Regions from separate parts of the Mus musculus genome. Here region 1 is linked to region 2. The links are chromatin contacts, called in public HiChIP or PLAC-seq maps. All regions are on one chromosome and are shown on one strand. The core of a region is the stretch at or near the end of the contact, and the rest is flanking DNA. Distances in the headings are between cores, read along the strand shown.

Region 1 (2,700 bases), core at 11-2,510, 200 kb before region 2:
TGCTCTGTGACGAGCTGGGGTGGAGTTTCCTGAAGAGGAATAGCAGGTGCACAGACCCGGAGACAGGAAGGAGCCTGATGAGAAACAGGCCGTGTGACCTCAGATTGGGGGCTGGGGCTGGGGGTGGGGGTGGGGAAGGAAGGCAGAAGAAGATAAAGTCCAGGAGGAATCAGAGACCAACCGATACAGGGCATAAGGTCAGGAGGCAGTGTAAGTGTGAGAGAAGCCATTCCATACTGGAGCTCAGAGCTACTCTGTGCTCTTAACTTCGGGACTGCCTCACAGAACTGTGTTCAGGAACTAGCCCCTTAGCAAGAGATGTAGTTCTGTTAAATAGAAAGTGAATTCACGGTTGGTCGCTCGCTCGCTCGCTCGCTCACAGAGACTGGGAAGGATCAGGAAATCAGGAACAGCCCCAGATAACACCACTAACAATTGTCCTAAGGACACCTGTCTCTGGGTGGGGAAGATGTCACTTTTATAACCCCGGCCCTGACAATAAAACATAGCTTCCAATCTGCCCTCACAACCCCTGCTAACGATGATCCCCTATGACCCCCACACAACTAGCCCTGCAGTGTCCTGGCTGCCCCGCCTCCCAGCTCCTGACCTAGGCCTCCGATGGCAGTACCTAATTGGCTGAGCCTGGCTAGTACTCCGGTGCTCTGGCTTCAAGGAAGGCTGGGAAATGAGTGGGCAGTGTTTGTCTTCTTTAGTAGGACTTGGGCTCTGGTTTCTGAGCTGGGGGCTCCCCAGGCCCAGGAAGGGAGTTCAACTATAGGGCAACCCCACACACGCTTGGCTGTTAGAGATGTCCCAGGCCTCGCCGGTCAGCCTGGAAACACGTGTTCTCTTGAGTGTGCACTTAGTGTGTGGCGGGGCTCTGAGAAGAGTTTTGGCTGCTTTCTTCCTGGCCGATGATAATTTAAAAAACAGCCCTGACTCTGGAGGCAACCATTTCTCTCTGGTATGAGAGGTCAGGCTCCGTGTTTTTAAAAATCCGTTCACTGCGTGCAGGTGTATAGTGTTTGGGTAACTTGTTTCCCTGTGTTTATCACAGATCTGCATTCCTCATGGAATGCCCTGGCTATTGTCAGCCCTCATAATTGGTTCGTGTTCCAGCCGCTCCAGCCGCAGCATGGGCTGTATTGTCTATTTGCAGTTCTTCAGCAGAGTTTATTGTTTATGTATGTGGTCTCCAGGAAGCTGCATTCGGAAATCTCTGCCTCACCAGGAAGTCTCTCTTAAAGAGGCAGCGTCCTGGGAGAGGCCTATGTGGGAGCAGGTGCTAGGCCTCCAGTAAGGACGGCATTATCCCTTGTGTAGACACTTAGACCTCTCCCCAGCATCCGGCTGGTGTGCTGTTTCCCAGTATTGGTGACTCCTTTACAATTCTGATTTAAGGAGGTGAAAGTAGCAATTTTTATTCTTCAGATGCACCCAATCACACATTTTAAAAAGGAGAAAAGTACTTTACTGTTAGACTATCAGGGTGCTGTGCATCATGGAGACAGAGTGCATCTTAATATCTTGGTATTTTCTTGAGGATGTTTTTGTAGAATTCTTGAACTCTTCAGATGGACACAGTGATGAATAAATATGGGTGCCCAAAAGGTCGAGGCAGGAGAATTCCAAGTGCAAAGCCATGCTGGGCTATCACATTAGACCCCACCACAAACAAGCAGATCAGAATCAAACAGAATTTAAAAGAGGATACATTTTCTTCACTTTGAAAAGAAGTAAAAATATTTTTTTTTAAAAGTAACAGAAATATTTAAACCTATACAAAAATAGAATGTGAGGACCCCTGGTGTCCTTACACGGTTTGCTCTGCCTTCACACACGTCAGTCAGTGTCCTGTAGGACTTCCCACACGTTGTTGAGAAAGGAAGGCACCATTACATGTGTTCTACACATGAGAAAACTCAGGTTGCAGAAGTGAAGTGTCTTACCAAGCAGTACCGGGCCCAGCCCATCACATCTTACTGCTTTTCCTAGCCCTGGCAGGCGGCTGTAGCTAAAGTTACTATAGGGAGGGAGGGGCTGAGGAGATGGCTCAGTGGGTAAAGGCGAGGGAGCCTGACTGCCCCGGTTTCGTACACAGAACCCACATTATGGAGGAAGGAGAGAAGTGATTGCCCTATGTGGGTCAAGGAACACACACACATGAAAGAAATGCCCTGATTGTTTTAAGTATACCTGAAAAAACGGAGGAGAAACTTTGTAGTAAAAATGACTTTTGCTTTGTTACATAGTTTGACCCAGAACATTAAAACGTAAAGTTGTTTTTCTGACCTAAGCAAATTTCTTCTTAAAAATCCTCCTGGTTATTATTATTCAGTAGAAGCTTCAAAAATGCCATCCTCACCCCCACGTTCGGCCTTTCCACTCGTAACTTGATTTGGCAGTAGACTGACAAATAGTAAGTGCCATTTCCAAGTAAGGAAGTTCTCTGGCTGATAGAGATCAGCTCCATTCGTGTAAACCTTTTCTCTTCCAAAGAACCGAGCGGAGGTCAGTAACCCGCAAGGGGTTCACTTTTAACGGCGAGGCTAACCAAGAGGACTTGACAGGCCTTGGAAGAGCTGCATGGAGGAGGCTCGTGTTCGAAGATAGAAATCAAAAGGGCCGCTTTGCAAAAGCTCCCGCACGGGCAAGACTGTAGAGCAGTTCCCTGGGCATCTGTATTATTTCTAGGTT
Region 2 (2,700 bases), core at 187-2,686:
CCAGGGGTGTGCCACCATGCTCAGTTCATTTGGTGCTGGTAGATTAAAACCTGGACTTTGTATATGTTAGGCAATCTCCGTGAACTCAGCTAAATCCCAAGCACCTACCCTGTTTACTAATAACTGATTTACATACACTTTTCCTTGATTTGGTTCACAGAGGTGCAGGTTTTACACTACACACGATGCCAAACAATGGATGCTTATCCCAGATCCTCTGCTGCTCTTGGAGAGCTCTTCAAGTACCAATCACTTGACAGAGGCTGTGGCTCTTTTGCAGTTTATTATCTTGGCCTAACAATTCCTTCAGTAATATTGAGGTGTTGGGGGACAAAGACCTGGGCGTCCTGCTGCTGTTGCTTAGAGATCTTGAGTAAAAAGTATCCCGTGTTTCTTCATCAAATGCATTATTGGGCCGGAGCTGCTTGAAAACTAGGCCTTAGGCTGTATAAATACTTTGGATGAAATTAGACCTGGCTTTTGTCATCTCAATTTGCCTAAATTTCAACATTTAAATTGTGCAAAAGCATCTACTTGGTATCTGTTGTGAGAATGTGTCTATACAGATGGTAACTCAGAACCCCTTACCTAGAAAGAAACTATTGAAAGGCCCTCCCTTCATTTCACTATCAAATTGTTTTCTTCTAGGTGGTCGAACATTCTTCTAGGTGTGCGAGCATTCGTGCCTCCCATCATTAGGTTGTAAATTGTGCGGAAGAATCCCAAATATTGAATGTTTGCTTATGTAGTGCTTTGGTCTGGAGTACGACCAGTGCTCGTGATCTACTGGGAAAGCAGAAAGTCTGGATGGAATAGGATGTTATCACCCTGCTTATCACTGGAGGCCATTTTCTTATCTCTCTTCACTGCCTTTCTTATTGTTTGTTTATAGTCTTTATGCATATAGGTGGCTTGCCTGCATTTATGATAGAGCACCACACGTATACCTAGTGCCCTCCGAGGCCAGAAAAGGACTTGGATTCTTTGAAGTGACTAACTGCTGGTTGAGTTGTCCTATGTCGGCTGGAGCTCGAATTCTGGTCCTTTGGAAGATCAGCTCAGAGCAGACCGATCACACGACCAGGATCAGCCAATTATGTGCCGGGTTTGGTCCACAGACCTCCGGAGGAAAGAAGGTGCTTACTTGCAAGAGTACTGTCCGAAAGACGTCCTCTGGGCTTGCCTCCGTCAAACGCAGTGCGGAGAGGGCAGGGCCCAGGAATCCGCAGAATGCTGCCAAGCCCAAGCCCTCACTCTGAAGCGATGGCGTCGACGCTTTCCCCGGGCGTGGCACTCTCCTCTTTTGGCGGGCTCGGCATCGCGAGGCTCCGCCCTCCTGGAACGGTCTCTCTGCAGTCGCGGAGGCGGGCTCTGCATTTCTATTGGTAGAGCGGGTCCGCCGAGGCCCCGCCCCCTCCCGGGCCCGACGCGAGCACGTTGGGTAGCCAGGGCCGGTTGAAAAGCCGCCCGAATCCGGAGCAGCTCCCGGGGCGAGAGGCACGCTTAGGGCCGCGGTGGCGGTTAAGAGGCGTCTCTGTGGCTGGAGTGCGGTCCCCGGGGGCGGAGGGGCCGGGTGGGCCGAGACCTCGGCGGCCTGGCCCGCCGCCCTTCCTCCCCTACGCCCGTCGACCTTGTGGGCGGAAGCTCCCTGGAGCGCCTCACGCCCGCGCGATGGCGACTGCCGCGGAGACGGAGGCCCCTTCGACGGACGCGAGCTGGAAAAGCCGCGGCGGCGGCGGCGGAGACGACGGGATGAAGCCAGCGCTTCCGGAGCTTGAGTCCTCCCTACAAAATGGCGGCGGCGACGGCGGCGGCGGCGCGGGGCCTGAGGAGACCGCGGCAGCTGAAGCCGCCCGGAGCTACGGCCACGAGCAGCCTCAGCAAACCTCCGAAGCGGCCGCGGCCGCTCTGCCCAAAGGCGCCGAAGAGCCGGAAAGGCCTTTTAGGCGGAGTTTTCAGATCCCCAGGAAGAGCAGAGAAAAGAAAGGTGGTGCCTCCCCTTCCTCCCACCCCCTCTCTCGCTTCCCTCCCCCTCCATCTTTTTCATTAAGACCTCTCTGTCTCCTCTCCCCACACCCATCCGAGACACGTAAACACGCACGCAAGCGCCAGCAGCCTCTCCGCTCACGGCCACGGCCGCCCAGCCGCCCTTGGTGCGAGAGGATAGGGTGGAACCACGCTCCGCCGCTCCCCCTCTCCCCGTGGAAGTTGGAAGTAGCTCAGGTTTGAAGCGTTTCCATAAGGCTGCGGCTCCCCGAGCGGAAAGATGGTGCTCGGTGCCCCTCTTTTCCCCCAAGCCCCGAAGGCAGAGAAGCTGATGGTGGCCTCCTAAAGATGCTTCTGAGAAGTCTGCTTGTGGAAGTAGCCTGTGGCCATGGATTCTGAGGCTTTCTCCAAGGCCACTGCGTTCTAAGGACAAGTGTTTCTCACTGTGGAAATTCTTCAGCTCTGTGTGTCTACTTGAAATGTGCTCGATGTCAGCGTCTTCTATTTAGAAAACTCTCCATTAGTATATGCGCTCCATGCAGTTTTCCATCACACTTCATTTCCATGTAGTTTTTTTTTTTTTTTTTTTGGAAAAGCATTAGCTTACGTAGGTTCTTCTGTATAACTTCCAAGCCTAGAATGACTTTTCTTAAACGATTATAGGAACAGTTGGGTTGCTTACTTTTTGAGATCTTAGTGCCATATTGTAAAACG

What was found. HiChIP or PLAC-seq counts read pairs in DNA pulled down with a chosen protein or histone mark.
Region 1: a contact with region 2 is called in an H3K27ac HiChIP or PLAC-seq map of differentiating embryonic stem cells, with 4 times the contacts expected there. The contact joins the enhancer-like site here to the promoter of Tasor in region 2. A contact is called at or near these places in 13 of 39 promoter capture datasets (the C10 cell line, the HPC-7 cell line, cranial neural crest and 6 more), 1 of 15 datasets of contacts at CTCF or cohesin (the NIH/3T3 cell line), 25 of 484 Hi-C or Micro-C datasets (CD4 T cells, CD8 T cells, CD8 central memory T cells and 13 more), 20 of 115 datasets of contacts at active chromatin or transcription factors (CD8 T cells, T-cell acute lymphoblastic leukemia, bone marrow-derived macrophages and 12 more) and 4 of 9 other capture datasets (adipose tissue, liver, macrophages and 1 more).

Annotation. Positions count from the first base shown.
Region 1 is chr14:27,229,706-27,232,405 of GRCm38.p6, forward strand. It overlaps a transcript of Arhgef3 not described here. Among named protein-coding and RNA genes, the nearest start is that of Gm34848, 35 kb to the right of the region's middle. Within about 2 kb of position 1,261, at least 163 of the 459 cell types and tissues checked have an H3K27ac peak or open chromatin away from gene starts, as enhancers often do. A contact at or near this core is called in CD8 T cells, CD8 central memory T cells, the CH12 cell line and 19 more, where this site is marked.
Region 2 is chr14:27,427,398-27,430,097 of GRCm38.p6, forward strand. Tasor (transcription activation suppressor) reads left to right here and starts at 1,437. Exons shown (of 24, transcript NM_001114879.2): 1 at 1,437-1,987. The coding sequence starts at 1,672. Gm52095 (a long non-coding RNA gene) reads right to left here and starts at 1,230. Exons shown (of 4, transcript XR_003951011.1): 1 at 1,145-1,230.